7 separate regions of the Mus musculus genome follow, and regions 2, 3, 4, 5, 6 and 7 are each linked to region 1. Evidence: chromatin contacts called from public HiChIP or PLAC-seq and promoter capture Hi-C data. All regions are on one chromosome and are shown on one strand. The core of a region is the stretch at or near the end of the contact, and the rest is flanking DNA. Distances in the headings are between cores, read along the strand shown.

Evidence for each region. Promoter capture Hi-C pulls out the DNA fragments that hold promoters and counts their contacts. HiChIP or PLAC-seq counts read pairs in DNA pulled down with a chosen protein or histone mark.
Region 2: a promoter capture Hi-C map of liver shows a contact between it and region 1, with 5 times the contacts expected there. The contact joins the promoter of Ifnb1 here to the promoter of Mllt3 in region 1. A contact is called at or near these places in 11 of 39 promoter capture datasets (the 3T3-L1 cell line, 3T3-L1-derived adipocytes, the C10 cell line and 5 more), 1 of 15 datasets of contacts at CTCF or cohesin (pro-B cells), 24 of 484 Hi-C or Micro-C datasets (B cells, CD8 T cells, the G1E-ER4 cell line and 13 more), 5 of 115 datasets of contacts at active chromatin or transcription factors (bone marrow-derived dendritic cells, bone marrow-derived macrophages, cardiomyocytes and 2 more) and 3 of 9 other capture datasets (adipose tissue, liver and macrophages).
Region 3: a contact with region 1 is called in a promoter capture Hi-C map of cranial neural crest. The contact joins the enhancer-like site here to the promoter of Mllt3 in region 1. A contact is called at or near these places in 11 of 39 promoter capture datasets (the 3T3-L1 cell line, 3T3-L1-derived adipocytes, the C10 cell line and 8 more), 1 of 15 datasets of contacts at CTCF or cohesin (pro-B cells), 1 of 484 Hi-C or Micro-C datasets (uterus), 2 of 115 datasets of contacts at active chromatin or transcription factors (cardiomyocytes and fibro-adipogenic progenitors) and 2 of 9 other capture datasets (liver and macrophages).
Region 4: a contact with region 1 is called in a promoter capture Hi-C map of embryonic stem cells, with 5 times the contacts expected there. The contact joins the promoter of Hacd4 here to the promoter of Mllt3 in region 1. A contact is called at or near these places in 13 of 39 promoter capture datasets (the 3T3-L1 cell line, the C10 cell line, the HPC-7 cell line and 7 more), 1 of 15 datasets of contacts at CTCF or cohesin (the NIH/3T3 cell line), 2 of 484 Hi-C or Micro-C datasets (embryonic fibroblasts and embryonic stem cells), 2 of 115 datasets of contacts at active chromatin or transcription factors (bone marrow-derived macrophages and extraembryonic endoderm stem cells) and 3 of 9 other capture datasets (adipose tissue, liver and macrophages).
Region 5: a contact with region 1 is called in an H3K4me3 HiChIP or PLAC-seq map of bone marrow-derived macrophages, with 3 times the contacts expected there. The contact joins the enhancer-like site here to the promoter of Mllt3 in region 1. A contact is called at or near these places in 4 of 39 promoter capture datasets (hippocampal neurons, liver and stem cell-derived epiblast-like cells), 1 of 15 datasets of contacts at CTCF or cohesin (the NIH/3T3 cell line), 2 of 115 datasets of contacts at active chromatin or transcription factors (bone marrow-derived macrophages and trophoblast stem cells) and 3 of 9 other capture datasets (adipose tissue, liver and macrophages).
Region 6: a promoter capture Hi-C map of embryonic stem cells shows a contact between it and region 1, with 4 times the contacts expected there. The contact joins the enhancer-like site here to the promoter of Mllt3 in region 1. A contact is called at or near these places in 5 of 39 promoter capture datasets (the 3T3-L1 cell line, embryonic stem cells, hippocampal neurons and 2 more), 4 of 115 datasets of contacts at active chromatin or transcription factors (bone marrow-derived macrophages, embryonic stem cells, neural tube and 1 more) and 4 of 9 other capture datasets (adipose tissue, liver, macrophages and 1 more).
Region 7: a promoter capture Hi-C map of hippocampal neurons shows a contact between it and region 1, with 16 times the contacts expected there. The contact joins the enhancer-like site here to the promoter of Mllt3 in region 1. A contact is called at or near these places in 27 of 39 promoter capture datasets (the 3T3-L1 cell line, 3T3-L1-derived adipocytes, the C10 cell line and 16 more), 7 of 15 datasets of contacts at CTCF or cohesin (the G1E-ER4 cell line, the NIH/3T3 cell line, embryonic stem cells and 2 more), 212 of 484 Hi-C or Micro-C datasets (the 3T3-L1 cell line, the 63-12 cell line, the AML12 cell line and 110 more), 26 of 115 datasets of contacts at active chromatin or transcription factors (the HPC-7 cell line, Th17 cells, Th2 cells and 18 more) and 5 of 9 other capture datasets (adipose tissue, embryonic stem cells, liver and 2 more).

The regions. Positions count from the first base shown.
Region 1 is chr4:88,031,718-88,035,929 of GRCm38.p6, forward strand. Mllt3 (myeloid/lymphoid or mixed-lineage leukemia; translocated to, 3) reads right to left here and starts at 1,690. Exons shown (of 11, transcript NM_027326.3): 1 at 1,367-1,690. The coding sequence starts at 1,378.
Region 2 is chr4:88,520,859-88,525,070 of GRCm38.p6, forward strand. Ifnb1 (interferon beta 1, fibroblast) reads right to left here and starts at 1,936. Exons shown (of 1, transcript NM_010510.1): 1 at 1,167-1,936. The coding sequence starts at 1,916. The coding sequence ends at 1,368.
Region 3 is chr4:88,502,117-88,506,328 of GRCm38.p6, forward strand. No RefSeq gene overlaps it. Among named protein-coding and RNA genes, the nearest start is that of Ifnb1, 19 kb to the right of the region's middle. Within about 2 kb of position 1,830, at least 29 of the 459 cell types and tissues checked have an H3K27ac peak or open chromatin away from gene starts, as enhancers often do.
Region 4 is chr4:88,437,029-88,441,240 of GRCm38.p6, forward strand. It overlaps Hacd4 (3-hydroxyacyl-CoA dehydratase 4), which reads right to left and starts at 1,887. Exons shown (of 7, transcript NM_025760.5): 1 at 1,805-1,887; 2 at 432-535. The coding sequence starts at 1,842.
Region 5 is chr4:88,410,635-88,414,846 of GRCm38.p6, forward strand. It overlaps Focad (focadhesin), which reads left to right. Exons shown (of 44, transcript NM_001081184.1): 44 at 1-377. The coding sequence ends at 56. It overlaps Hacd4 (3-hydroxyacyl-CoA dehydratase 4), which reads right to left. Exons shown (of 7, transcript NM_025760.5): 7 at 3,321-3,712. The coding sequence ends at 3,630. Among named protein-coding and RNA genes, the nearest start is that of Hacd4, 26 kb to the right of the region's middle. Within about 2 kb of position 1,892, at least 22 of the 459 cell types and tissues checked have an H3K27ac peak or open chromatin away from gene starts, as enhancers often do. A contact at or near this core is called in the NIH/3T3 cell line and bone marrow-derived macrophages, where this site is marked.
Region 6 is chr4:88,373,805-88,378,016 of GRCm38.p6, forward strand. The region is part of intron 35 of Focad (focadhesin); the gene reads left to right. Among named protein-coding and RNA genes, the nearest start is that of Hacd4, 63 kb to the right of the region's middle. Within about 2 kb of position 2,262, at least 1 of the 459 cell types and tissues checked has an H3K27ac peak or open chromatin away from gene starts, as enhancers often do. A contact at or near this core is called in embryonic stem cells, where this site is marked.
Region 7 is chr4:88,342,247-88,346,458 of GRCm38.p6, forward strand. It overlaps Focad (focadhesin), which reads left to right. Exons shown (of 44, transcript NM_001081184.1): 26 at 1-73; 27 at 2,333-2,571. Among named protein-coding and RNA genes, the nearest start is that of Hacd4, 95 kb to the right of the region's middle. Within about 2 kb of position 2,400, at least 17 of the 459 cell types and tissues checked have an H3K27ac peak or open chromatin away from gene starts, as enhancers often do. A contact at or near this core is called in brain, cerebral cortex, cortical neurons and 3 more, where this site is marked.

The sequences.
Region 1 (4,212 bases), core at 440-2,939:
GAGGAGAGACAGCCGTGAACAACAGGAAGGCGACCGTTCGCTGCTCAACATTGCGCCTGACATTTTTTTCCCTCCTCCTTGAAACGCACATAAAAGGAAACGGCAGTGCCCTCTCCATCCACGTTTCACGCGCGTGGGCGCGCACACCCCACACCCCCAGATACACCGGGCCGGGCCGCAGGGGCCCCCGGCGCCGCTACACAGCGGCCGGGATTGTAACGGAATGTTACCCCTAGTCGCGAAGGGGGTCGGGGAAAGGGGAGAACACGACCACCACGGCAAGCACGACAACAAACGCGTCGGTAACAAATTAGGAGACAATCAGGAGGGGATGCTGGGGCGCTTTCCCGGCGTGGGAGGGGAGGTGGCTGAGATAGGGGACCGGGGTTTCTAGCGAGCCCCCTCCCCGAAAGTACCGCGGCGACAGGCACACGCCGAGGAAGTCTTTGTGTACGTGTATGTGTGCGTGCGTGTGGAGCGCGGTGCCAGGCGGAATGGAAACTACAGGCAGCCTCTGCTAATGGGCACAAACTCCCGTGTTCTTTCTTACCACGGGGTTCGTGCACAAGAATGAAACGTCGTCACACATACACTCACTCACGCCCGCACGAAAACACGCCAAGGCATCCCCAACTCAAAGCACCCCGCACCCCTCGGCGAACAGCCCCCCACGACCAGCAAGGCCAGCCCAACAGAGCCAACGCTGCACACTTTCAAGAGCCAAAGTGGTCGCAAACTCCCTCCAGCCTCCCCCCACCCGCCCCCCCAGCGAAAGCCACAAAACGCAGAAAGGCAGGGCTACTGGCGGACCGCCGCGGAGCCCCGGTCGCGCACACCGGCCGCTGGGGCAAAGTTGCGAGCAGCCCCGCCGCTGTCAGCCCGCACACTCGGGCTCACGCGCGCGCCGCGGAGAACGCACCATCGTGGCGGCCGCGGCGCTCGGCGGAGGTGCGGCCGCAGAGGCTGCTCGCCGCGTCCCCGGACCGTGCCCGCAGCTCCCGGCGGCGGCGGCGGCTGAAATATGGCTGAGTTATTATTCGCCTCCTTCCACCGGGTGTGAGTGTGTGTGTGCGCGTGTGTGAGCCAGAGGGAGTGTGAGTGCGCTTCTTGCGATTGCAAAGAGGCGAGGCGGGCGGGAGGCGCGGGGGGGGGGGTGGCGGTGGCGGTGGCGGCGAGTGTGCGAGTGTGTGCGCGCGCGCCGGGGGGGGGGGGGGTGGGGAGGAGGGAGAGGCGGCAGCTCCCCGCGAGCAAAACCAACCTTTCTCTAATTGGAACCGCGGAGCGCTGGCGCTGTCTGGGCTGCGGCGGCGCGGGGCGGAGGAGGAGAGGGAGGGGGGCTTTTATTATTTTTTTTGCATGTACTTACCGAGCTAGCCATGCCTGGGGGCCCGGAGGTTTGCCGGGGTGTTGTGTGGTACCCCCCCTCCCCCGCCCCCTTCAGCTGTAATTCATGAAGAGGCTGCTATGAATGAGAGCGCGCCCGGGAGCTGAGGGTAGATGGCGGACATGCTCTGCCTTGGCCCCCACCCCACCCCGTGCTCGCTCTCTCGCTCGCTTATTAAACTCAGCCCCAAAAGCAAAAGCAGCAGCAGCAGCAGCAGCAGCAGCTCCGGGGCCAGAGGATGAGTCCGGAGCATGCGCCGTGGCGCCTGACACCCGGGCTTCGAGCCTCTAGGGGCGGAGGGAGGGCGTGCGGGCGGGGCGGAGCGCGCGGGGAGGCCGAGCGACCGAGCCAGGGGGAGCTCGAAAGAGCCAATCAGCGGCCGCCTCCCCGAAACCCCGGCGGCCCGCAGCGCCACACTGGAACGCCTCGCTTAAAGTAACAGGTTCCTGATGGGGGAGGGGGGAGGAAATGGAGGGAGGGGGCCCGGCACTGGGAGAGCGGCCAGCTGGGGAGCCATCCCGGCCCCTGTGCAAACTCCGTTCTCCCTACAATAAAAAACGGATTAAAACTGCTGGAATGTGGCCACTGCCTGGAGCCCCCCAGCCGCAGGAGAAGGGGTTGTTAAATCAAGTCTTTGGCGGTAGTGAGCACGTTTGGGAAGGGGGAGCGGGCTTGTTTTTACTTTCCACCATGGATTTTTGCGGGTTTGTGCTGAAATCGCAAGAACGCACACCCAAACAAACTTATTTAAACAGAGAGCAAGAGAAATCCACGCTACCAAAGAAAAAAAAGAAGGGGGAAAAAAGCCTCCTGATAGCAATCTCTGGGACTGAACAGCCCCCAGCAACCTTAAATCCCTTTCCCTATCTACTCCGAGCCACCAACCTACCCCGCCCTCCCACCGTCGCCACTGAAAACTTTAAAAAAGAAAAAGAAAAAAAAAGAAAAGAAAAAAAGAAATGAACGCGAAACAAGAATGCCATTTCCTTCCTAGGAAACGCCTCCCGCCTCGGTGTTCCCGGGCTGAGAACCGTGCCCAGGTGGAGGCGGGACACCTGGGAGTGCCCGTCGCAGAGCCTTAGGGAACCCGCTTCCCAGTTGTTTGCTTCAGGAGGCTTCCCCCTCGCTGACAACCTGCTGGGTTGCATCAGGGTCTGCCCTCTCTCTAAGGGCGCGCCAGACTACTGGGAACCTTAAAATAGATAAAGTTAATACTGACTATAATGTGCATAAATTGGATTATAATCTTTAGGCATATTGGTGACAGCCAACATAATCCATCTCTGGGTATTAATCCATTTAGGCTCCCGGGTGACAACCCCTCGCAGAAGTGTTCTAGAGTTGCTCTTCTACAAATGCTCCATCTCCGATTGTAGTTTGTCTCAGTGGCCACGGGTAGAATATCAAGCCATACGTGAAGCGAAAAAAGAAGAAGAAGAAGAAGAAAGAAAAAAAAAAGAGTTACTAGCTTCCTCTAGAAACACAGACAACCTTTAAAAAGGAAACGGATAAGATCTAGACGATATACGAAAATGAAAGATGGGTGTGACTTTTGTTTCGTTAAAGTTCTTGTACCTCTCTGGCTCTTAACTCCTTTTTTGAACTGGTTTGGGGTGGTGGCTGTTTTCCAGAGTTTATCTTTTGTTCACCATCTTTTTTTCTCCAGATTGCCAACTTCTTTTCTCCCTGTGTTTTTTGTCTCTCTTCCTCTTTCTGACTCAACTTTATTGCTTTCTTCTTTTCCTCTCGCCGGGAGACCATGAAAGCACAACTCGGCCCTTGCATTGAACACTTGAGAATAACGGGAAGGAGGTTTCCTGGAGCGTCCCAGGTTCTCCATGACCACGTTCAGTTTTTCCCACTGCTCACAAAGTAGATGATGGGGATTAGACAGGACCAGGTCCAGCCAAGTTCAAAGCAGCACGTTTCCAACTCGAGTAGTGTGATTCTCCTAAAACTGGTACACCCATCCTCCAGGATTCAGCCCAGAAGTGGGGAAACTTGAACAGAAGTCCAAGGACATATTTCCCAACCAAGTCTGTAAGAGTATGTCATCTTGTATGCATGTGTGTTTGTGTAAGCGCTAAGTTAGACAGAACTGCTGTGTGTGGGATATAAGCAAGGGATGACTATCTACTGTGCATTCTTACACCGTTTATCAAATAATCAAATTGCAGAGAACTATTTTGGAATGAAGAAGTTGAAAACTGAAGATTATGTGAATGTTTTTAGTAACTGAAAGGTGACCATTCCGCGTTTGCACTGATTCCAGAGTTGGTCTCTTGGTTTTCTCTCCAGGAACTGGAACTTGTATATTAAGAGGGATTCCCTGCCCCACCCCCTCGACCATGTGCTTGCTAGTGAGTGTGTGTGTGTGCATGCGTGCGTGTAATATTTGCTGGATTCTCATTTATTCCAGCAATCACAAATAAATCGTAGAATCTGACCGTCTTCCCCCAACATCCTTCCTTTCTCAAATGCGTTAAACCCTCCTCCCCAATATAAAGTAATTCCCCCGTCTGCAAATTCGGAGACTTAAAATATGCCAGTAGATGGCGCACAGAGCCCTTCCACCAGCGTCCTTATGTGACCCTCCTTACAACAAAAAGACTTCTCTACCAGGAAAAAGAAAAAGAAAGCACAACCCGGAATACTCCAGGTTCAACTTTGAACAAAGGAATTTACACCAGCCTTTCCATTTGTAGCTGTCTTAATAAGTTCGCTGTTAACAATAAAATTGGGAGAGCAAATGCATTTCCTGTCCATTTATTCTGAAATAATAACAATGTAAGTCAAAACAAACAGAGTGGTGGACCACACTTGGGAGG
Region 2 (4,212 bases), core at 686-3,185, 490 kb after region 1:
CTCCATGATTTTTTTCACATTGCACTCCCTCTGGAAACCCTCCACTTATTAGTAATAAGAACTTAGAGTGATTACTAGATCTTTTTGACACTTAGTTTCCTGCCTGCCCTGGAACATGAAGTAGCAGAATTATTTCCACCCAAGAAGTATATGTGAAGGGGATTAAATCAATTGTGTCCAGAGCTGCTCTGAACAGTGTCCATTTTATTAGAATATCTTAAGTCATAGTTGTCACATGTGGTAGTAGGAGTCATAAAAACCCAAGCTCTTAAGGATTAGGTACAGGGACAAAAATCTAGCCAGTTGGCACATGCTGGCAAGGTACCAGAAGAATTCCTTAAAAGTTTTGATTTTTCTCAGGACAGTTGTTGGAGACATTGGTGTTTTCTGTCTCTCCTGAATGCCCCTTTTGTATATACTTTCTTGCTTCCCACTTAGGGACCAGGTTTAATTTGATCATCTATCTCGGATTTGGCTCTGAGAGTTGCAGAAAAGATGGAAGCCAGAAGGATAAACCCAGGATTCTGTGTGAACCAAGTTGAGGGGCCAGGAGCAGATAATTCTGAGAGGTGGATGAAGAACAAGATGATGCAGATGTGAAGTGAAGAAGGGACAGACACCCTCAGCTTCCCCAGGGGATCATGAGGAGCAAGATAAAGGCATTTAGTAAGGATCGGGGTGCTTAGGGGCTCCTCATCTGTAGGCTTAGAAGCACATACACATTCACTAAACCTGGAGCAGATCATTTCCCTGATGGCAAAGGTTTTGGGGTAAATAAAAGAGGTGATACATTCCTCTGTCTGGCCACCCTAAATGCCCAGGCAGGCTGTAACTTTATAAGCACAGAGCCCCAGCAATAGAGGAGAAGCAGAAGGTACCCCAGGTTCTGGCTTTAGAGCCACCTGCTTGCTGCTTCCTTTATCAATCCCATAGCAGGTGATGCCACAGTCATTTCCCTAGATGCTTTAGATTTCCCATTATCTCTTACCTTGTGTATTGCATGTGTCTTCCTTTTGATTTTAAGTTCCTCAAAGGCAGGAGCCAGAAACTATACTACTTTTTTTAAAGGAGTACTTTACAAAGAACCCTTTATAAGAAGTGTCCAGCAATTATTAACATAGATGGCTATAGAAACCAGTAGAAATTAAATTGTCGTGTTGACTTTTTGTATTATAAATATTTTATTTTCTGAGGTTAAAAAGTTTAAATAAAAAGTAGAAAATAATTTAAATTATAAATTAATAAAAACTCTGTTTTCCTTTGACCTTTCAAATGCAGTAGATTCACTACCAGTCCCAGAGTCCGCCTCTGATGCTTAAAGGTTGCCTGCAACCACCACTCATTCTGAGGCATCAACTGACAGGTCTTCAGTTTTGGAAGTTTCTGGTAAGTCTTCGAATGATGAGAAAGTTCCTGAAGATCTCTGCTCGGACCACCATCCAGGCGTAGCTGTTGTACTTCATGAGTTTAAGGTACCTTTGCACCCTCCAGTAATAGCTCTTCAAGTGGAGAGCAGTTGAGGACATCTCCCACGTCAATCTTTCCTCTTGCTTTTCCTCTAGTACTGTCTTCAGAAACACTGTCTGCTGGTGGAGTTCATCCAGGAGACGTACAACAATAGTCTCATTCCACCCAGTGCTGGAGAAATTGTTTCTGAAGACAAGAAAGACATTCTGGAGCATCTCTTGGATGGCAAAGGCAGTGTAACTCTTCTGCATCTTCTCCGTCATCTCCATAGGGATCTTGAAGTCCGCCCTGTAGGTGAGGTTGATCTTTCCATTCAGCTGCTCCAGGAGCTCCTGACATTTCCGAATGTTCGTCCTTTCTTGGAGCTGGAGCTGCTTATAGTTGATGGAGAGGGCTGTGGTGGAGAAGCACAGCAGGAACGCAGCGTGGAGGATCCACCTGTTGTTCATGATGGAAGCCAGGCTGGTGTCGGCTGCTACCTGCAAGATGAGGCAAAGGCTGTCAAAGGCTGCAGTGAGAATGATCTTCCTTCATGGCCTGTGCTATTTATAAGGGATGGTCCTTTCTGCCTCAGAGGAATTTCCCACTTTCAGTTCTCCCTTTCAGTTTTCCTCTGTCATTTTCTCTTATTCTAACAGCTTCTAATATTCATTTTATTCAAGCTCCTGGCTATTTTATATGCTATGTACTGGGTTAAAATATATACAAACTAAGGATTTATAAAATCTTGTACAGTTTCACCAATTGCTGGAGCAAAGGAAGAGAAATATCCAGGAGAGAAGAACAGAAAGGAGACAGCCCTGAAGATAAAAGAACTCTCAAACAGCCAAAGTGTCCACTGAAAAGCCAGGCAGAGTAGCTGCTCATCCTGAAAGGATGGCACAGCTGCTGCCCTTTGAAATAGTGGGATGGTGGGAGAGGGTCTCTGTGAGCTCCCAGGGGGCTTACAATAGTGTACTATAAGAGAAATGGCACATCAATGGGCCATAGCTCCCTTTGGGAGAGAACCCCACATCCTGGAGAAACTGCTTAAAGTGGGGGTCCAGTTTGAGCAGTGTCAAAACAAGAGACCAGGGAAGGAAGGGTTGTGAGTGGGTAACAGAGAGAGAAGCAGCCAAGTTTCCCAGCACTTCACCAAAGCAACAGAAGAGGGAGCTCTGAGAAGTGAGAAAAACCAACTTGGGCCACTTCTAAAGGAGCAAGGACAATGAGGGGCCACAGGAGAGAGTAAGTACTGGCAGGAACAAATACAGAGTTATTAGTAACACAGTGTCTCCAGGATAATGAAAATATTCCAGGATCTTGTGCATATAACTCAGATCACAGCTGCAGTGCTCTCATGCAAGAGCTTAGCGTATTAAATAATTATTTAGAATAGTAAAAACCAGAGTCGGAAACTCTAGAAATGAAGTAAAAAAGAAACTTTAAAAAACAAAACAAAACAATAGGTTTTGTTAAATTATTCACAGTCACAAAAATGAGTTCTTTGGGAGAAATCTCCATTGGAGAAAAACCTTGAATCTTTTGAAACATATATCACAGCTAAAATCCAACAATACATAAACATTATTACATATTGACTAAGGGCAAAGTGAGATTTGTTCAATATTATAAGATACATAAAACATATGCAGTGGATTAGAAGGTCAAATGACCAAATAAAGGAATGTGAAAAATGACATTGGAAGAAGGGTGTTCTATTTTATCAATACATGAATTCCAAGGCATAGTAGGAAATACTGATAATGTGACTGTGGACAAATTATACATTTCAGTATAGCAAAGCCACCAAGAAAGCCAGGGAAAGGCCAGTGTCAGAACCATGCTGGTGATAAAGAATGGAAAACATCATTCTCTGCCCTCTCCAGGGGGTTCCCCACAGAAAAATTAAAACTAGCCAGACGCCAGGAAGAGAACCTTGAGGGACTGATAAAGATGAGACCTGTCTGCTGTTAGTGGGTTTATAAAAATGTAAGTTAAACAAAAAATGACGTAGGAATTTTTATTTTATAATTTTAAATGTACATTTATTTGGTGGGGGCAGGAATGATGGGTGTGAGTGCCACAGTGGGCAGATAGGAGGTAAGAAGACAATGTATAGAAGTCTGTTCTCTTCTTTGATCATGTAGTATCCCGAAATCTGCTGAACCACATCATTGGCCAAGGTTACCATTTTCATTAACCATATCTGCAAAGGGAACAGAGTAATAAAAGCTCTAGGGTGCCGTCAACTCGAGTCATAAATTTATTCAAACATTTGAAGTACAAAGATTTTGTTTTTCAAAACCAGCTGAAACAGAATTCTTATTCTGCATGACTTTAGGTTCACCCACTGAAAGGTGTGTGGGAGTGTCTGTGTCTCCTCTTAGGTCTGGGCAGATTTTTATATTTAAGAACCAATGATGATTTTGGAGGCTGGATCAGAAAGATGAACATAACTTCTGATTTGTTTTCTGGGATTCTTGCTCATGAGATTTTCAACAACTTAGTATAAGCTAAGTTGAGTAAGAAAGCCCAAATAAGCTGGCCATGAAGGCACAGACTTATAGTCTCAGTTCCTGAGAGACTGAGGCAGGAAGATTGCAAGACCAAAGTCAGTCTGGGCTACAGAGTAAGCCTGAGGCCATCTGTGCAGAATAGTTTCATGTCAACTTGACATAAGCTATCTGAGAGACAGGAACCTCAATTTAGAAAACACTGCCATAGAAAGTACCCAAGGAGCTGAAGGAGTTTGCAGCCCCCTAA
Region 3 (4,212 bases), core at 580-3,079, 470 kb after region 1:
GTTGCCTCCATTTTCAAAACTTCACATATGCCTCTAGTTCCATGACATACTTAAAATTCTAAACCCTGGCTTGAAATATGCCTTCCTCAGGCACGAAAACAGAGCAATACTAGAGTGACCATCAGGCACGAAAACAGAGCAATACTAGAGTGACCATCAGTCACTCTAGTAAGAAAGATGTGCCCAGAAGAAAGGGAGGCTGTGGCTCAATGCCATGAAACACTTGTTCTAGACAGATTCCATTCTGTTTGTCATAAAGGTCCTAAGTTCTCAGATAAGGGTAGAGAAATAGGGATGTGTTTGGATTAGAATGTAGGCCCTAGAATTTCTTGGATTTGAATTAGTTATAGTCACATGACCTTGTAAAGTTGTTTACTCTCTGTGCCAATTTCCTGATCTCTGAGGTTAAGACAGCAATATGATAGTTGGTTGTTAATAGTGATTTCTAACCAATGATTGGTATAAGGAAGAACATACTCAATGTTTGTGAGCTTCACAGGCACCACCACCATTATCAGCATCATCACCACCTTTATTTTTTATGGAAGGGAAAGCCTGGCCACCTCTGTCATGGACCCTCTGCCCCCACCCCAGAGTTTTCTTCTCTCAGTGAAAAGAACATTATAGAAACCTACAGGTGAAGTAATATGCAGCCTATCAAGATTTTGTTTTTATTTTTTCTTTATGAGTCTATGCTTTATGCTTCATTTAACTAGGGAAGATGTGGAAGTGTACCATGAACACCCATAGAGAGAGATGGGTAACTTCACTAGGCGTAACTAACCTATGGGGTAGACCTAGGCATACGTACTGAGAGCAAATGACACACTAGTACTATACTAAAGATACACTACTGTAAACATAGTGGTTGCGTGGCTTAAATGCTCTAAAAGAAAAACCTGGTCATAGTGAGGAAAATGTAAATGAAACCAATAAGAAGACCTATATGTTACTGAAGGTGATAATCATTCTGCATTTTGCACTCGTACAATGCCATACAAACATACAGTGTTTATACACATTATCTTTATACCAACTTATTGTGGAATACCTCTTTTTACAGGTGAGAAACCAAATAGTAAAAAGTTAACAAATATGGTCAGACCACACACCTGGCAGAGAAAGTGTCCCCAGGGGAAGAAGCCACAAGGCTGGAGGACTGCTGTAACCTGGAGAGACAAGTTAAGGTTCACTCTAGATGAATTGGGATTAGTCGTCTGGATTAAGAAGGATTCTGGGGAGCTGAAATGCTTCCCTATGAAATATGTAGATATGAGTCTTGTTTATTTTGCTTAAATAAAGCAGGATTTCACACTGGATGGTAAGAGAAGATTCAAAAGGAAGTCAGGAACCGGCAACTGCAAGCTGTAGAGATTTCCAGATTCGAACTGCTTTTACAACCTGGCATTGTCAAACAAAAATTGCCACCCTGTTCCTCTCCATCCCCCCTGACCCTGACCAACCCCAGACAACTTCTAAGACAGACAACAGCAGTAGAGAGTTCTAAATGAACTCCCACGGTCTTAGGAAAGTCCTACAACCCACCGAGGCCTGTCTTTATGAAAAACGGCATCTAAGAGGATCATATCTTTGAGATTGGGTGTGAGAATTCACAAATGTCAACAGAAAAGTATTATTTCAAGATCCTGAATCAGGCAGGTCTAACTGCAGGGCCGATGAGCACCTGCTCCTCCATGAATGAAGATGAGCCATCTCTTTGTGCTTTGACTGCCTGCCCTCACAGTCCCTGTGGCAAGAGTGCTCACATGCCCTGGAGTGGACGCCTTGCAGTGGAAAACCACTTCCCCTCTCTGTGGCCCTGAAAATCACAACCACATGCTGTTCCAGTCTTTCCTCTCAGTTTTATTTTCCAGGTCTTAACTCATAATTGCCCTCTGGGTTTCTGAAATGGTGAGGGAATGTTTTCAATTGAAACAAGAGTTCCTGCCAGAATGAAAGAACATGAAAACACGAGTCTCCGGCTCATATTTGGTAAATCCCCCACTTTCCATCTGAATTCAGAATTTGGAGGTTAAATTACAAGAGCACTTTCAAGTACCGTTTTTTTTTTTTTTTTTTTTTTTTTTTTTTTTTTAATCTGTGTTTATCTCAAATCTCAGGCAATCTTTGAATGAGCCTGGGCATTTAAATTGTTTACATGCAATTTATCGAGGAAAACTTTTGAACAAAATGGCCTACCAAAATAAACACATTAATTCACTACTTAATGACTATTATGAAATGAAAAGCTCCTTCCATTGCAGCACGTTGTGATTACTGTCAACCTTTTTAAAGCAAATTGTTCTTTCCAGTGAGAAGGGAAAGATGACTCTTGAGTTTGTATACTGAAAAGCCCACTGCTGGTACCCAGGGAATGTGATGTTGTTGAACCATTTCTTTACCCTTTGTTCCACTACTTGTCACTTATCACCAACATGTCTCTTTATATTTAACAAAACTATAGTTTCCTTAGTCTCATTTTTATATATTACCTCTTATCAGGGCTTAGTGTTGGAGATGAGGCTGGGACCACTGATTGTCAGAGCCTCACCTTTGTCAAATGTCCCTTTGTGCTATGAGATTTAAGTGTAGTAGCTCCTTTGGGGGATTATAAAAGTAGACCATTTTATTATCCCATGTTTAAGGGATGAAGATAAGCTTTAGAAAAATCAAGAAGTTTGTTCAAGACATGTGCTATATTAGTGTTTGAGAGAAGATTCAAATAAATACTTTTACCACTTTTCTTAAAGCCAGCCCTTCTGTTTTGGGTCTTTACAAAACAGTAGAAAAATCTCTTACATTCAGTTATAATCTCCAAGAGAAAAAGAAGCCAGATAAGTTATTAAATCTTAGAATGAGAGATGTTAAATTTATGTACAACCAAGCCTTTGCTAAACTCCCATGAGTCCCTAAGGAGTCTTGGTAAGCAATTTGCCCAAACAAGTTAGCACTTAAAAGGGAAATGCTCTGAAGCTTCCTAAATCCCAGTGTAGTCCATTTCCCAATAACGATAAAGGTTTATGAGTGCATAATTATGTTTTAAGATTTCATGGAGGTATAAAATACTACCATTATGTGATTCTCTGAAATTAAATTGGAGTTTATATCAACTACAGCTTATTTTCATGTTCTCAGGGACATGGAGCAATAAATGGAACCCCAGGAACCAGGACTCATGGACTAAGATTAGAGTCAATATGTCTCAGTCTTAGAACTGAGATAGCGTTACTATTATTTAATGTTGATAAAAGTCATTATGTGCTATTGAGGGTGTTAACCACTCAGCAAACATATGAAAGAGAAATAAACTGTTTCCTAAATCTCAGAGACTATTTCTTTCATATTTTTCCATTTGGGTGTAACAATTCTAAGCTTTAATCAATGCATATCTATAGATGATTTCTTATTAAATAGATCTACAGTATACATATTATTTGCAAGTGTACCATTGGCACTAAGTGGCTTGGCTAGGAGAAATTTCCAAGTAAATATGAGAGAAGTAGTGATAGAACGTGTGTGTGTACATGTGCATATGTGTGTATGAGTGTGTGTGTACATGTGCATGTGAGTGTATGTGTGTATGTGTGTGATGTATGCATTAGTGCAGGTGTGTTGTTAGCCATGCATTTGCTGCTTGTTCGGAGGCCAGAGGGAGACATTTGCTATCATCCTCCAGCTCTAATTTTTATTTTGTTGTTTAAAAATTTTTACTTTTCATCTATCTTATTTTTGAGGCAAACTCTCACTTAACCTAGAGTTTAATGGGTTGGGTAGGCAGACAGGCCAGTGAAAACACTTCGGCTCTGTGTTTATAGACTAGTACCTCCACACGCAGGTTTTATGTGGGTGTGGGGGATCCAAATTTAGGTCCTCAGTTGCAAGCACTTTAATGATTGCACTATCTCCTCAGTCTCGCTGTTTTTAATGGGTATAAAAATTTCCCATTTGAAACCAAAACAAAATTCAATTGATCCAGGAGTTGAGATTTATATTTTTTCCCCAATTGTGAGCATCATAAACTCTTACCAATAGACATCACTATCATCTTTTCAAAGTGTGTCCAATAATTTCTTTAGCAGAAAATTATAGTATAGAATCAAAAGGAATAAACAGTTTAAAATCAAGAATAATAAAATGAACAAATCAAAAGGAATAAACAGTTTTGACCTACTATTCCCTTCCACAGACATACCATTTGCTAAATATTTGGGT
Region 4 (4,212 bases), core at 637-3,136, 410 kb after region 1:
CTTGGGGGCATAAAGTTTGTCTGTCATTCAGTTACTGGCCATCTCCAGCTACCCTAAGTCTGGGGATGAGTACGCAGTGGAGGAATTTTATTAATTTCTCATTGCTCTGCACAGAATGTCAGGCTGGAACTTACAGACTTTTCAAAATGTGTTTAATTTATGAGTTTTGTGCAGAACCAAAATGGAACATTCCAAAGATAGGTTTTTGCTTTCAGAGCAAACTGGCAGCTCTGGGGCAAGACAGGCCCCTCTCGCCTGGTCTCATCTTCTCCCTTTAAGTCTGAAATAGTTAAGTATACTTATGGAAAAACAAACTCCAGAGACGTGAATGGTTCCAGATGCAGGATGCAAGAAGTTCAAAATGAAAATCAGTGAGGCCAGATGAATCCAGGGATAATAGTTAGAAATCGAAACCATTTAGGAGTGTTTACCTTTCCCAAATGAGAAGAATCTGACTGTCATATTTGCCAGTATCCATGAGTGGCCACAGAACTGAATTAAGTAATAGATGAAAAGATATACATTCTTCCTATACCTATAAATACAGAAAAATGCCATTAAACACATCTTTTAATGTAATGTACCAGTCAAACTGAGCAAGCAAAAGAAAACTGTTCCAGGTCAGAGTTCTATATTGGGGTCTTTCACTGGGTTGTCCCTCCAAACCCATGAGAGTCCGATGGGATGAATTTATCTAACAAGAGTATGTTGACTGAGATTGCTTAAAACCAAAGGTAGTTCTTTTCCACACTTCATTCTCATCTTTGATAACATTCTAACCTTGTTTCTCTAACACTTTCAGCCACTATGAGAAAAGCTTTGAAAGTTGAAGGGGACAGGGAAGAAACACTGACGCAAAGGGACTGATTTGGGCAGCTTGAACTCCAGTAGCTCAGCTTGCCAAATTAACTTGAAAGAGCTGGCTTACAGTTATCAAAGGGGAGTGGTCACAATTGGATTATGACTCAGTCATTGAACACACCTGACTTTTGTGATTGGGGTTGCACTCTCGTTCTTCCTGGCCCTGCCTCCTGTTGTATTTTACAAGGGAAGCTAGTTCTCTCCATCAAATGCACATAGAAAGCAGTTTAGTTGCTCAGCCAAAAAAAAAAAAAGGAAGTCAAGCTGAGTGTAAAGCTGTGTGTGTGTGTGGGTTCCTGGGGAGAGGACAGCCAGGGTGTAAACTGAATTTAAAAAAGAAGATTGGTGATTCTTGGTTTGAGGAGCTGGAAAAGGAGGTGAAGGGCTTCCCGGTGTGCACAAGGATGTGTAGAGTGGCCTTGTTAGTGTTAACAATGACTTCTCTTAGTTGGAAACTTCTGAGAAACAAGATATATAAGCAAACTCTATGGAGCAGTCAACAGATGACCAAAACTGCTATAGGGGTTAAAAGGGGAAAACTGCAAGCCAATCAGCATCACCAGGCTTCAGGTAAGCACTCCCCCCAGGCCCTAGTTTCCCTGGAATCTGGCCTGTGACAGATGCTGCTGCTACAGGATGCTGTCAAAATCACCCTGTGCCAAAATCTAGGGCGCAGCAAGGACAAGGAAGAGAAGAACTTGTGGGAGCGCACAAAGAGAAGAGGTGGCCTTGCAGCCCACCCTTCCATTTCCTCATCTCCAAAACTAAAAAACCGAAGGAAACAGCAAAGCCTCTGTCCTGAGCTATGGAGGAGAAAATGCAATCCACTACCAGGCAGAAGGAGCAGTGTTAAACAGTCAGGAGCTTCGCGGGAGTGAAAGCCGATGGGTGGGCTTCTGCCCAGTTCCCTGGCCCCTCCCTCCCCGCAGCCCCCTAATCCTACCTGGGCTGCAGCCAGGCTGGCAGCACCGAGGGCCCCATGGGCCACAGTCTGCTCCTCTGGCACCTCCGGGAAGCAGCAGGAGTGGGCTGGGAAAGCGGTAGGGGCGGGACGCCTCAGGCTGGGCTCGGGAAGGGCGGGGCCTCAACACACTCAGCAAGTTTTGAAAAAAAGCAGAGGTCAGGAGATGGGCAGGAGATGAAAGTCAAATTCCTGCCATGCTGCCCTAGGAGAGCTGGCCAGGCATAGAAAGTATGCGGGATGAACAAGCACATCCGCCCGAGGCTTTCCAAACTGATCCCAGGCTACTGATCTGTGGCTGGAGACCCCTAAGTTCACCTGCCTATACTCTTAACTGGATATAACTAGCTCTAAGGTTGCATGATCCTCAGGGTGGCCAGGGCCTTTCTTAGAAGCCCTAAGGTAGGAGAACGGTTCAGGAAGGAAAGCTAAGGGCAAATGGCCCAATATCTGTTCAAACATGAGCCAGAGCCCTCCAGAAATCCATCCCTGACACTTAGAGACCTGGGTGGCAGTGGTGTGCATAAATGCTTTTGTTCATTTAAGTTAATGTCATTTATTTAATGTTTAATGTCATTAAGTTAATGTTATTCGCTTAAGTTAATGTCGCTGCCCATGGCCAACACTCCCACACATCTTTTCCTGGTTTCTTGGGACAATGGCATCCCATCTCCTAGACAGAGTGACCCACCTCCTGGGTTCGTGAAGATCAGATTCCAATTATTCTGTTCTACCAGGTGAAGAGAACAAAACAGCTCCCCAAAGTATTTTCCCAAAAAAAAAAAAAAAAAAAAAAAAACCACCGCCACCACCAAAAAAGAAAAAGAAGAAATGGGAAAAAATAAAGAAAAAAAAAAGAAAAGAAAAAAACTCCCCCAAAACCCACAAGTGGAACAGTTACATATAGTTGCTGGAGTTGGAAGGTAGTGCTTCCATCTTACCAAAAAGGAAGTTGAGGCCTTAAGAAATATTGTCACTCACCACAGGTCACACAGCTGATAAACAGCAGGGTTAGAAGTTACAGTCAGCAATTTTTCTTCTTGGGTCATGGTTTCCTTCCTCATAGCTGTCACAGAGTCTGCCTCTTAGATGTCCCACTGTTCCGTGTCTCCCCGCCCCCCACCAGGGGCCAGCTCCTCTGTAGCCTCCGTTCCTTCTCAAGCCCCTTGGCAGAGGCTGCACTGTCCTCTCAACTGTCTCCATTGTCTCCTGTACACTGGCCTTCATGGCAGTGTAGGAACAAATTCATGTCACGTGGTCGTTCACACCCGTAACCCCAGCACTCTAGAAGCCGAGGTGGGGAGCTGATTCCGCCTTCAGCATCAGCCTGGGCTACACAGTGAGTTCCAGGCACCCTGAGTACAGAGGGAGACCCTATCTGGAGGGGTGGAGGGAAGGGGGTGCATTTTCAGATCTCTAACCCCAGAGTTTAGAACCCCTCTTTTAAACACCCCCCTCAAACCTTTGTCATCTGCCATCAACATCCAGGGCCCTATCTCATTTCCTATCACCCTTTTGCTCCATGTACCTTACAGTTTGGACTCCCAACACTCCCGAAACTACTCTCAGGGTTCCCCAAGTCCTTTCTACTGTCCCTCGGGCTTCAATTATAGGACGTGAATCTGTGAGCTTAAGAGCAAACAACACATAGACAAGAAACTATTTCCAAAGCCATCTGTGCCCAAACCCAGCAGAAGCCAGGGGTTCTGGACAGACTGGAGCTGGGAGGACAGGGTGTCTGCCCGAGAAGAGGTCCTTTATCAGCAAACTCTTCTTCATCCTTCTCCTGCCCTCCCTTCACTTCTCCAACTCTGCATATGGCTATGACTCCCATGCCCTGCCTCTCTGCACAGCATCCTCCCTCTGCTTCCTCAGAGGTAGGCCCTAGGTCAGCTCTTCTGCAGAGACAATCACCGTGCACAGCTCCATCTCTTCGAAGCCTTTCCGACTCTCTTCTGAATACTAGCTCTGGCCTTGGGACGGTTTCTGGGTATTGCTTTGTGAGAGTTTCATTATTTCCAGTTAAAACTGTTTCAAATGAGCTTACCGCCTTCCTTCTTAGATCACTGCCTACTTTTCTACAGCGAAGTCACCATTCTCAGAGCTACTTAGGTTTAAAACTCTGGCATCATTGCAAAGTATCCCCACCCAATACAGTCTTATCAGTTAGAGCAACTACTAACTTCCTACATTCGTTCACACACTCCAGCAGCAGTGTGAGCTGAAGCCGGCCCTCTTCAACCCAGTCTATACCATCTCCACAGCCACCTCCTGAACCTTCACTCCATCACTTGGCTTTACGTCTCTCGGATACATCAAAGATTCTATTTTAGTACCAGATGAAAAACAGGCCAATTAACCAACAAAAATAACAACAACGGCAATGAAAC
Region 5 (4,212 bases), core at 642-3,141, 380 kb after region 1:
GAGTTCTCCCAGAGTTTAAGAAGAAAGCTGTATGGACCAGAGCGTATGGGTGGTGACAGTCACAGGACCCAGCAACATTCTCCATGGGAGGAGACAGACCAGAGAAACAGAAGCTTTTTAGGACTGCTATCTGAGATCTATGAAAAGTGATCCTCACCATTGGAGGTCATGAGAAGATGGCTACATACTGACATCTCACTGTGTGCGTGGCCAGGAGAAGGGTGCATTCCTTGGGTACCTGGGCATTTAAAACTGAAATAGAACATGACTTCTATATGGACAGAGTTCATTGTAAAAGTTATCTTTTCTTTGTGAAAACTAGAGTATATTTTCTCTCCCTCAAGTTCTAGTAAAATAATCTTATGAGTTTTGTGCAATGTGACTTTTATTTTTAAGTGTGTGGGAAGATTTTGCCAATGAAAGCAAACCATACAGGTGACAAGGTTGTGATAATCTATTTTCCATGAAGCTGTGTCATTGAGTTTTATTCTTGTTGATAAAACCCCCACTTAAGAGAACTGCTAGGCACATTCCAATCACTAGGCATGATACTGACTGGTACCCAAGTTAAACTCATCAGTGATAGGTAGAATTCCCATGCTGGGTTGTCATGAATACACGTGAAAGTTATCCAATTCACAACATTAGTGGCCACAAAGGAGGCTATTAGTTCACAAACCAAGAAACTCATGGTTGGTCTGATAAATCCTGATGCTGTGGTCTCTTTCTCTGGAGAGCATGCCTCCTACTTAGCAAAACGTCCGCCAGCTACCATTACCAAGACTAAAGAACAGTTCTTTCCCCCACCGGCATGGCAGAATCAATACTGGGCAGACTCTAGGAATACACGTAGGTCTTTTAACAAGTATTGGGTCCCTGACAGGTGGGATATACTCAGTGGTTAGGCCTAAGTCAGGTGTTGACCTGAGTCCTGGACACAGAGGAGGTAGCCCCAAGCAAACTTGAACTGGGTTTCCCTGGGAGAAAGATGATAGGATGCTAGACCAGCAAAAAGGGATACATGTCTCCTCAGAAGATCAATCTTTTTATAAGACTGAAGATCTCTCCACCAGAATATTAGTGACCTAAAAGCTTAAAGTATTAGTGGTCTAAAGATAGTATCATGATTTCAGCTCTGGCATTGGCTAGAGACTCAGGCAGCATTATACTTTTGATGCTTGTTGATCATTGTGACTTCAACTGGGGCCCAGTCTTCAACCAGTCATCTGAATACACATACAGGGGATCATTAGGAAGGAAAGTCATGGCACCAAAGTCAGGCACTTTTGTGTCTTCCATACAAAGACAAGTGCCTGGCCTTTCACAAACACAGAACTGCTGACATTCACGGGTGGCATGTATCTTCTTGTTGTCCCAAAGGGCACTGAGTTACAGCAGCACTACTGGTTCTAGTTTCCAAATATATAATTCCTTCACAGATTGGACTACAAGGAGATAGTTTAAGCCAAGAGAAAAAAGAAGGTAGAAGCAATGTATACCAGCTTTTCTTCTCCTTCCCATATGCACTGTTGTGTATGTCCTACCAACTAGAGACTGAAAGTCATCTAGCATTTACTATTGGGTACCAGATTGTGAAAACACTAGATGTTTCGTTTTGCTTAGCTTGTTTGAAGTCTTGCAACAGTACCATGGGGAACATTGTTTTCGGCTTTAAAATGGAGCAAAAATATCTATTTCTACTGCATCAGACATCTTGGCTCCCACTTTAAGGTGCACATCTGCTAAGAAAAACACCAGGCCTTTGGCACAGGGAAGCCTGAGAGTAGTGTAACAGACCAGGTTTTTCTGCATGCATTAAAGTGCTCTGGATTCCAGAGTACCTTGGAAACACAGGAGACAATGATTAGTGAAGAGGAAGTTGGCACTGGAGACATTTTCTCATTGTGAATCAGCAACCAAACATTTGCTGTTGCCCAAGGAATGCACAAATCTGCCTAGACTTCATATTTCAGATTTTCCATGTCTTTTCAGTCCGGTTTCTTCTCAAACCTGGTGTTTCCTCCTGCTCTTCACAGGAAAACAGAAGTTTACAAAAAGAAGGAAATAAGGTAATCCTCAGCCCTCACTTTCCGAGCTCTTGGTTTTGAGCAGTCATGGATGGACAAGTCATGGGGTTGTCTGGCTATTGGTCCGCTAAAGAATCTTCGTTGCTAGCACTAAAGACTAAATTCAAAGCTGTGCCACTGAAATTATAATAACCTCCCTCCTGATTACCTGTGTGACCCCAAGTAAGAGGTAAATTGTTCGGTCTAGATGTTTCACTTTTTTTTTTACACAAACAGGAAGCTGCTTCTTTAGACCATGTCCGTAACTACATAAAGGAGGGTTTTGTTACAAGTCTTCTCCTGTCAGCTTTTGAAAACACAAGTTGCCAAGACACAAAGTATTTGGGCATGCGCCTGTGTAGGGTTTAAGCTACTGTATGCATCTTGGAAGTATCCAAGCATAGACTGGACTGGAAAGGTGTACATTTGGCACAGATATGGGCATCTATGCAATTGTCTAAAATCATGTTACAGTCATAATAACTCCATAGTAACCAAAGGGCCACCTTCTCTATGGCCTGGCCACACAGCAAGGAGGCATCCATCTGCATCTCACGCTCAAAAGTCACTTGCCACTTGGCATCCTGATGTTAAGCCTTTTCATTTCTAGAATCACTCAATTTAGTAATATTTTGTTGCAATAAACCAGACTAAGTGAGCAGTAGTTAAGGTGAGGCAGTGCTGTATGCAAAGTGGAGAAGCCACTGGGAAATTAGTGAGTAGATGGTGGAAGAGTTTGAAGATGCTGAACTCATCATCTTAGTCAGAGCAGATAAGTAGCCCCTATGCATTTGAAGAGACACCTCTGATCATCTGTGATGCAAGATCACCTCTCAAAAGAGCTCCAGGGTGCATTCTGTCAGATCTAAGAAGTCTGATTGTCTTTCTATCTCTACTAGCTACAGCTCAACTTAGCAGTGTTTCTAATCGAGAGGCTGACCCAGTCTACAGTTTATGCCTATACTAATCTTACTATGTTGGCTAACATCTTGCTCTTGTACATCCAAGTCTCCCAAACCCTAAAACATACATTTCTGTAGTTTTGACAGCCAAGTTTTATAAGGTAGGGATGCGCTTCATGACACAGCAGCAACCTGAACTAAGATACAGGAAGATGCTTAATTTTCTGGGTATATGTAATGTTCATGGTTCTAAGGGCAGGGGAATTTGTTATCTTAGAATCAGAGGGGACTCTTTTACCTCATCCCCTTCATATAAATCTGTTAGTTGCGAGTGCAGAAGTTAATCAATTGGTTTCTCAAGTCAATTGAATTTACTCCAGTGAATCTATCTCTCATTAACATTACAGGAAAACATTCAGAGTTTTCAAACTCATTATAAATGTAACTTGTATAAAGCCCGCGGCCCTGGTGAAGCAGTGTCTGCTGCACCTTTGGGGATTTGTTCTTAAAGCTCAGGAGCTTTAGAACACGGGACCACAGTAGATTTTTTTTTTTTTTTTGTCCAGTTCTATGTTTTTTTTTTTCGCTAGCAGATGCCCAGTGTTGTATTTGCTGCAGCTTAGACCACCAGTCCATCTTCTCACCTGTTCGACAGGCTACCTCACACGTTCTTCTGTTTGACAGAAAAAACTCGGAGGAAGTCTTTTCTTTCTGTATAAAGATGGCTGTAGGTGAAATACATACCTATAGTGCAAAAAGAGTAAGGTTGGTTAATCATTTATCTGTAAAGATCCATGGTTTTAGGATACAGGCAGAGGGTTGTTTGAATTCTAGGAGCAGCCACAGTTAACAAGGAAGACTCAATTAGAGCACATGAACTGTCCAGATCTTATACAGGAAGGCAGTGCAAGCAAACTCATCCTACTCACTCACTCTAAGGCAGGGTTCCCCTTCCCCTCCACCCCCCGTTGGTAGCGTTCATCACTATCTCTAAGCTATCCCCCCCTCCTTTATTTGTATGTGGTATCCTTATACTTGAGAGCTGTTATCTCCCAGATATGATTATTATCTTGATAATTTGTGAAGGGTAGAGGCAGGAAAATGTAAATAATAAAAGTCTTTTCCCCACTCTCCTGGAAAACATTTAATCGGTCGAGCTTGTTCAAATATAGTTTTCTATTAGCCCACCCTACCTCCAATTAATTTACTTTTAAATAACTTTACTCTTTGATTTCAGGTTTTCT
Region 6 (4,212 bases), core at 1,012-3,511, 340 kb after region 1:
GTGATCTATGAAGATAAGCTTTGGGCTTATACACAAATGATCTGAATTCATATTCTTAATCATTTTTGGAATTTCAGTCATTTTGGACTAGAGTAAGATTTGTTTGTTTAGGCAGTATCTAGAAGAATTTCTGAATTCCTGGATATACTCTAAATGATATTAAAAGGTTGGTTTTATTATGAAATTATAGAATTGGTTATGAAACAGAATGCCTTTTTTTTTGTTTTGTTTTGTTTTTGTTTTTCAAGACAGGGTTTCTCTGTGTAGCTCTGGCTGTCCTGGAACTCACTTTGTAGACCAGGCTGGCCTCGAACTCAGAAATCCGCCTGCCTCTGCCTCCCAAGTGCTGGGATTAAAGGTGTGTGCCACCACTGCCTGGCTCAGAGTGCCATTTTTAATATTTTTAATTTTTAATATTTTACCCATACAATTCTGAAACATTACTACAAATGCACACTTGTGTCTAGCACTGACTTTAAAAATGACTTAAGGGAGCAGAAGGGCTCACACCTGTAATCCCAGTGCTTGAGGGGTTGAGCCAGGTGGGGTTTGGAGGCCATCTTGGGATATATAGTAACCTCCAGACTGGCCAAGGCTATAAAGGGAGAGTAGCCTAACCCCTGCTCCTGTAAATGAGCACAGTTGTCATTTATCTTCTGTGACAGGAGACATGGAGGACATAGGAAAAGCACAGCAGTGCAGCACTTTCTTGATATTTGTCAATATCTCAGAGCTTTCCTGTAGGTTTGTTATTTATTTAATTTGTTAGTTAATCAATTAATTTAGATACCATCGTATGTACCTAAGGATAAGCCTTGAACTAACTGTGTAGCCAAGGATGACCTTGAACTTCTGACCTCAAGTCCTGGCACATTAGGCACGTGTCCCCATGTCTGACTTATGGGATGCTGGGGCTCCAGCCCGGGGCACACAGCATGGTGTGCAAGTACTCTCCCAACTGAGCTACATCCTCAACTCTTAATGTCTTCTTTCAATCATTATTAAACTATTCTTAAAGGGAAAACCCACCCATCAATCTATAATTCTCTTTAGATAGTATTTAAGAATATTTGTCAACTTACTACTTTTATTCATGTACAAATTTTACTTTTTAAAATATTTGTATGTGTGTGATGGCTAAACTTACCAGCTTGACACACCTGTAAAAAGGGACCCTAAATTAAAGAATTGCCTCTTAGATTGGCCTGTGTGCATGTCTTTACAACATTTTCTTGATTATAATTGATGTATAAAGTCTCAGCTCACTGTGTGCAGTACCGTCCCTAGGTATAGGCCTGGACCGTATAAGATAGCTCCATGAATGTGAGCCATTAAAAAAGAAGCCAGTAGTAGCATTCCTGCATGGACTCTGCTTCAAGCTCCTACCTTAAGATCCTGCTTTGGGTATGGCAGTTGATAGACTGGGACCTAAAAACTGATAAGAACCATTTCTTCCTCAAATTGCTTTTGGTCATGATGTCTTTCACAAAGCAACAGAAAGTAACTAGAATCATATACTTTGTATTTTTAATTAATAGTTCTCAATTTCACGTTTGTCACCATCATTATCACTCATATATGACTGTAGCACATCCCATCAAGGGGCAGGCAAAATGGCTTAGTGTGCAAGGCAGCTTGACACAAAGGCTGACAGCCTAAGTGTGATGCCCAGAACCCACACGGAAGAAGAGAACTGACTCTCAAAATTTGTTCCCTGTTTTTTTGTATGCCTGTGCTTTTTTGAATATACACAATAAATAAGTGTAATTCATACTTCATCAAGTTGATATATCAAAATTAGTCATTCCTCTATGGGTCATTTTAAAGTATCTGTTTAATGAATATCTCTATCCAGGTGGATTTCTCTCTTGTACTATAGTTTTTCTTATGGTAAATTCACAGCAGTTTATTAGTGGGCAACGTGTGAAGATTTGTTAATTAGAAGAATGGCATGGCCTCTTTAAAGGTTTATGTTTGTGTGTGTATGCATGTGTCTGTCTGTCTATATGTATGTATGTATGTATGTACATCCATGTCAGTGTCATTGCCTACTGTGTGTGTGGAATTGCCATGAAGCTGGAGTTAAGGACAGCTCTGAGCTGCTGAGTGTGTGTGTGTGTGTGTGTGTGTGTGTGTGTGTGTGTGTGCGTGTGCGTGTGTATGTTAGGAATAAAACTCAGATCCTCTGGAAGAGCAAGCCCTCTTACTAAGCTGTCTCTCCAGACTCTGGCATGACCCTTCAATGCTGCAAAAGGGTTATGAACCCTGAAGGAACTCATACAGGCGTCTGAGCACTCAGGTTTCTATCCCAGTTTTGCTGCTTGCAGCATATGTAAATTCAGGCAAGCCGCTTAAGCTTATTAGTCTTAGTTCTTTGCATAAAATTGAGAAAATGGAACAGGCAGAAGCACAGAGGCGCTGAGGCAGCACCCTGTGTGGGCCGGGGACAGCCGGCCACCTTCCGGACCAGAGGACAGGTGCCCACCCGGCTGGGGAGGCGACCTAAGCCACAGCAGCAGCGGTCGCCATCTTGGTCCGGGACCCGCCGAACTTAGGAAATTAGTCTGAACAGGTGAGAGGGGGCGCCAGAGAACCTGACAGCTTCTGGAACAGGCAGAAGCACAGAGGCGCTGAGGCAGCACCCTTTGTGGGCCGGGGACAGCCGGCCACCTTCCGGACCGGAGGACAGGTGCCCGCCCGGCTGGGGAGGCGACCTAAGCCACAGCAGCAGCGGTCGCCATCTTGGTCCGGGACCCACCGAACTTAGGAAATTAGTCTGAACAGGTGAGAGGGTGCGCCAGAGAACCTGACAGCTTCTGGAACAGGCGGAAGCACAGAGGCGCTGAGGCAGCACCCTTTGTGGGCCGGGGACAGCCGGCCACCTTCCGGACCGGAGGACAGGTGCCCGCCCGGCTGGGGAGGCGACCTAAGCCACAGCAGCAGCGGTCGCCATCTTGGTCCGGGACCCGCCGAACTTAGGAAATTAGTCTGAACAGGTGAGAGGGTGCGCCAGAGAACCTGACAGCTTCTGGAACAGGCAGAAGCACAGAGGCGCTGAGGCAGCACCCTTTGTGGGCCGGGGACAGCCGGCCACCTTCCGGACCGGAGGACAGGTGCCCGCCCGGCTGGGGAGGCGGCCTAAGCCACAGCAGCAGCGGTCGCCATCTTGGTCCGGGACCCGCCGAACTTAGGAAATTAGTCTGAACAGGTGAGAGGGTGCGCCAGAGAACCTGACAGCTTCTGGAACAGGCAGAAGCACAGAGGCGCTGAGGCAGCACCCTGTGTGGGCCGGGGACAGCCGGCCACCTTCCGGACCGGAGGACAGGTGCCCACCCGGCTGGGGAGGCGGCCTAAGCCACAGCAGCAGCGGTCGCCATCTTGGTCCCGGGACTCCAAGGAACTTAGGAATTTAGTCTGCTTAGGTGAGAGTCTGTACCACCTGGGAACTGCCAAAGCAACACACTGTCTGAGAAAGGTCCTGTTTTGGGCCTTCTTCTTCGGCCAGGAGGAGGTCCAAATACAAGATATCTGCGCACCTTCCCTGTAAGAGAGCTTGCCAGCAGAGAGTGCTCTGAGCACTGAAACTCAGAGGAGAGAATCTGTCTCCCAGGTCTGCTGATAGACGGTAACAGAATCACCAGAAGAACAATCTCTAAACAGAGTCAACTATAACTACTAACTCCAGAGATTACCAGATGGCGAAAGGTAAACGGAGGAATCTTACTAACAGGAACCAAGACCACTCACCATCACCAGAACCCAGCACACCCACTTCGCCCAGTCCAGGGAACCCCAACACACCTGAGAACCTAGACCTAGATTTAAAAGCATATCTCATGATGATGGTAGAGGACATCAAGAAGGACTTTAATAAATCACTTAAAGAAATACAGGAGAACACTGCTAAAGAGTTACAAGTCCTTAAAGAAAAACAGGAAAACACAATCAAACAGGTAGAAGTCCTTACAGAAAAAGAGGAAAAAACATACAAACAGGTGATGGAAATGAACAAAACCATACTAGACCTAAAAAGGGAAGTAGACACAATAAAGAAAACTCAAAGCGAGGCAACACTAGAGATAGAAACCCTAGGAAAGAAATCTGGAACCATAGATTTGAGCATCAGCAACAGAATACAAGAGATGGAAGAGAGAATCTCAGGTGCAGAAGATTCCATAGAGAACATCGGCACAACAATCAAAGAAAATGGAA
Region 7 (4,212 bases), core at 1,150-3,649, 310 kb after region 1:
GCTTAATACTCTCCTGGTCATTGTGGATAGCCATTACCACCCCAGTGGACAACTCTTCACCTGCTTTTATCATGTGAGTACAAGAACTATAAATGACCAGAAAGACAAGGGTTGACTATCCTAACATCCATTGCTCACATAGGTTTGAAGGTGTGTGTGTGTGTGTGTGTGTGTGTATAGAAAGTAGAAAGACTGGTGTGTAGGCTATAGGTTTGATTGAGTTGGTTTAGGATGTGTGCCACATACCAGTAATATGAAAGCTCTAGAAAAATTTTTCTTATGTATAGTCAGGGTCAAGGGCTACATTTGTAGGATAAGTGGCTCTTGGAATACATTTGGTCTTTTTTTTGTCATTGTTTATAAAATGAAAAGAATAACAGCATCCTCTGTAATGAATGCCTCATACCACCTCTTAGATTTGTGACCATTGACTTGACAGTTCACCATTGTCATTCTGGTTTTCCGTGTTTATGAAATAAAAGTAAAATTCCTCTGCTGTGCCTTTCTGACTCAAAGACTGTGAAGGTGAAATTAAGTTATGTGAAAGTATTGTATTTTCAAAACAGTGAAATTCTTTGTAAATACCAAGTAATCCTGTTGGTCACATGAAAAATTATTGCCACTCACATCTTCCTCTGTTTCATGATAACTGAAGCAATGTGAAATGCGCATCTTGTTGCAGTCTAATGCTCCCTTTGGGGTTGTGGAATTACTTTACTCCTGCAATGGTGTGTTATTATTTTGGTTTTGTCCTATAAGTATCCATTGCTTAGGAAATAAGAGAGATCACAGGTCAGTCAGCCAGGCTGCTGGGGATTGCCGTTGTTTAAAGGAAAACGTAGCACAGATCCCCAACTGTTGTGAAGATTATGGTTTTAGTCCCAAGTCCATTGCCCATGGTCTTCTCTGTAAATACTCTTGTTTCTTTTCACCCTGCCTTTGGGTGGACCAGGTAGGTATTGATCTGGGGCCTAGGGTCCAATGCTAGATTTTAACTACAGATTTGGACAAAAAAACAAAACAAAACAAAAACCAAAAAAACAACAACAAAAAAAAATAGGTAAAGGAAAACTAAATTGGAAGTTAAATTTTGTTCAGAGAAAGAATCCTCCAGAAAAGGAACAATTTGCTTAAATTGTTTTGGAGTATATAGAGTAACTGTGTGGGTCAGACACTCACCAGGACACACACTACATGAGAATCCTAGGCATTCTGCTTAGTCCTTATGAACCAGTAAGACAAACTCTTTATTGGCCAGTTCAGAATTTCTGCTTACCCCTTTAATTCTTTTTACATTATTACATATTTTAAGGACATATTTCAAAAGTCACTTCCTTTATTTCCCGTGTCATACGTAGCTGAGTCCATTTAAGAAGCATTGCCATTTGAAAATGTTGTATTAGTGTACAGTATGATGTCCTGTATGCTTGATGTGTATCCTTAAAGCCCTAGGGCTTAGGGAGCCAACACACAGGATTAAAACACACACCGTACAGTGCTTTGACTGCTGGGAATAAAGGCCGCTTCTATGGCATGTCTGGAAATCCCAAGTGGATAACAGTGAGGCAGATAGAGAGACTTTCTTCCCTACTTGAGGCACATTTACGAAATGTATAGCATGTGTGGCAGAGGGCTCTAACGTGGGACTCTTGCAGATGCTGTTCATGTTCGGCTGCTCTGTCAGTTTATTAGGGCTGTTGTTCATTTTCCTTCCCATAATTGCATATCAGAAGGCACATGTAGAGCCCCCAGTTTCCTTTTGAATAGCTGGTTATTGCTTTGTAACCAGAAGATTTTAGAATTTCAACAACTTCCCTCTTTAGTAAAAGGAATTAATCCCCTGTAGAAAATAGCCCATCTTTGGGTTGTGTTCCCACAAACAAACATTTGGGAGATGTGCCAATAGATCCTTGTGCTGAACTTCCACCTGTTCCTCCGCAGTGAACTTAACTCTTATCCACAGCCCTTCCCCTTTTCTTTTCTGGACGAGTCCTAGCTTTCTGAACAATTGTAATGTAGCACATCTATGTTCAGGCAGCTTTCCATTTGGCTTTCCTGTTATTTGCATGCAGGCTTTTAAAAACACTGAAACTGACTTTATATAGTGAGAGAATCCGCAGCCTTGAAACATGGGCACTTAGAATTCCATCTTAATTTCAGAGCACATTCCTCGGTAGTAGATGGGCACATTGACTGAAAGCTGGGTGTGCAAAAAGTCACAGTGAGAGTCTCCTTTATGTGCAGGTATAGGAGAAGCTCCCATGTGACAGATGTGCACCCTTTGTGTTTTAAAGCAAGAGGCTAACCCGATTTCTTTCTTTGCTTGCTCTAGAAGTCCTATTCTGGCGAGAACACAGCGAGCGCTATTGCGCGCTCTGCTGCCGCCACGGCTTTGTCTCTCCTAGTGCCAGTTTTCATTATCTCATGCAAAGAGAAGGTTGAGGAAATCCTGAACATGCTGACTGCCAGGTTACCTGGGAAACCAAGTGCTGATGAATCTCAGGCCGTGCAAATCCACATGGGCCTTGCGTTGGGGATGTTTCTCTCTCGCTTGTGTGAAGAGAAGCTCAGGTACAGTTGACTGAAGTATTGCTGTGTTTCCTCTTTGTGATTTAGGTGATGGGATGTATAGATATAGATACACACACACATACACACACATACACACACACATACACACACATACATGCAGGGACCTAAACATTGCATCTGAGCAGTATGTGCTTGCTAAACTTTTTGAAATGGTTGAATTTATTGCTTATTCTCATATATGGGTGAGTTTGACTGCCTAAAATATTACATGGATATTAGTATTCTTTAAGGGTTAGTATTCAAGTGACTGGTTACTTGAAAATCATCTCAGGCTGAGATAGTAGTACAAATGTATAATTAATAGGCATGAACCGTCTTAGAGGACTGTAAGTAAAGAGGAACTTCCCCCTCCCCCTCTCATTGTTGCTCCTTTATTGACATCTCCATAACCTGGGAAGAAACAACTGGGGAGTCCCATGTAGCAGAGAGGTGCTGAGAGTCACAGAATCACCCGGAACAGCATGTGCTCAGCTTTAAATGCTGCCTTTGTTCTGTGCCCTGACTACAGTTAGTAATCTTTAAAGAGTCCTAATCTGTGCATATTATGCTGGGTGCTTTATTCGGTTTGATTGCTCATTTTTCGGCTGCTAAGCATTATCAGTGAATGGTGCAAAAGGAATATGAAAGACCCAGGTGGAAAATTCCATTAAATGGGCAAGTTTTCTACACATCAATTAAACTATCTTAGCTTTGTTAATAATTTGTCTTTTCCCTGTATTTTATATTAAACCTTAGAATTTTATGCATCCAGGTTGATCGTAGTGCAGTCTGACATGAATATTTCTTTACTGTGGATATTGATGGTAGTGACTTGGACTTCAGCCGCTTCCTCCTACATGGGAAATAGGATATAGGGAGAAACATCTAGCTATGTTGTTAGATGTATTACACTTCCTAGTTGGTAGCATTTAGTGGTCCCAAAGAAAACACTGTGTTGTGGATAAAATGAATGATGTTACACAGCATCTAAAGTGCTCAATTTAAGTTTGTGTTTGTAATTTGCTTACCTTGAACAAACACTATTGTGTTTTGGGGGAGATTGCTAATGCTCTTGGGAATGGTATATTTCAAGAGGACATCTTTAGCTTCTGGAAGCATCTGTCAGACAAGTGGAATGACTGGCATAGTATCTGCAAATGAAAATGAGACATGCCCAGAATATTCATGGAGTCCCAGCTCTAGATGTGAACAAAGAATATGCCCCTTGCATGGGAATCGACGCCTCCATTCCTCCCGTGTCTGATAGAACATAAAGTGTTTTGTAAAAGCTTAAGGCTTCAAAGTGATTTTCCCCTTTGCTGCTATGCAACAAATGGTGCTCTCCTCACCATCTGTGTTCAGGCTCTTCCTCCGTTTGCTTTCAAGCCGTATGTTTCTCCATCTAAAACCGAGCCCTTGGCAGTTCAGCTGTAGGCGACTCGATTCATCCCATCCCAGCTGGGCTCACTTCTTCATTAACTTGGAATAAGGTGCTGCAGTGGCTTTATGACTATCAGGTTTGCATTGGGGTTTAATGTAATCATCCTTCCCAGGTTGCCTTCCACCCCTGTCTCTCTTACTTGAATTTGTACCTGCAGGGAATCCTGGACAAGGACACAGGAAGCTCATCTGTGGCTGAGT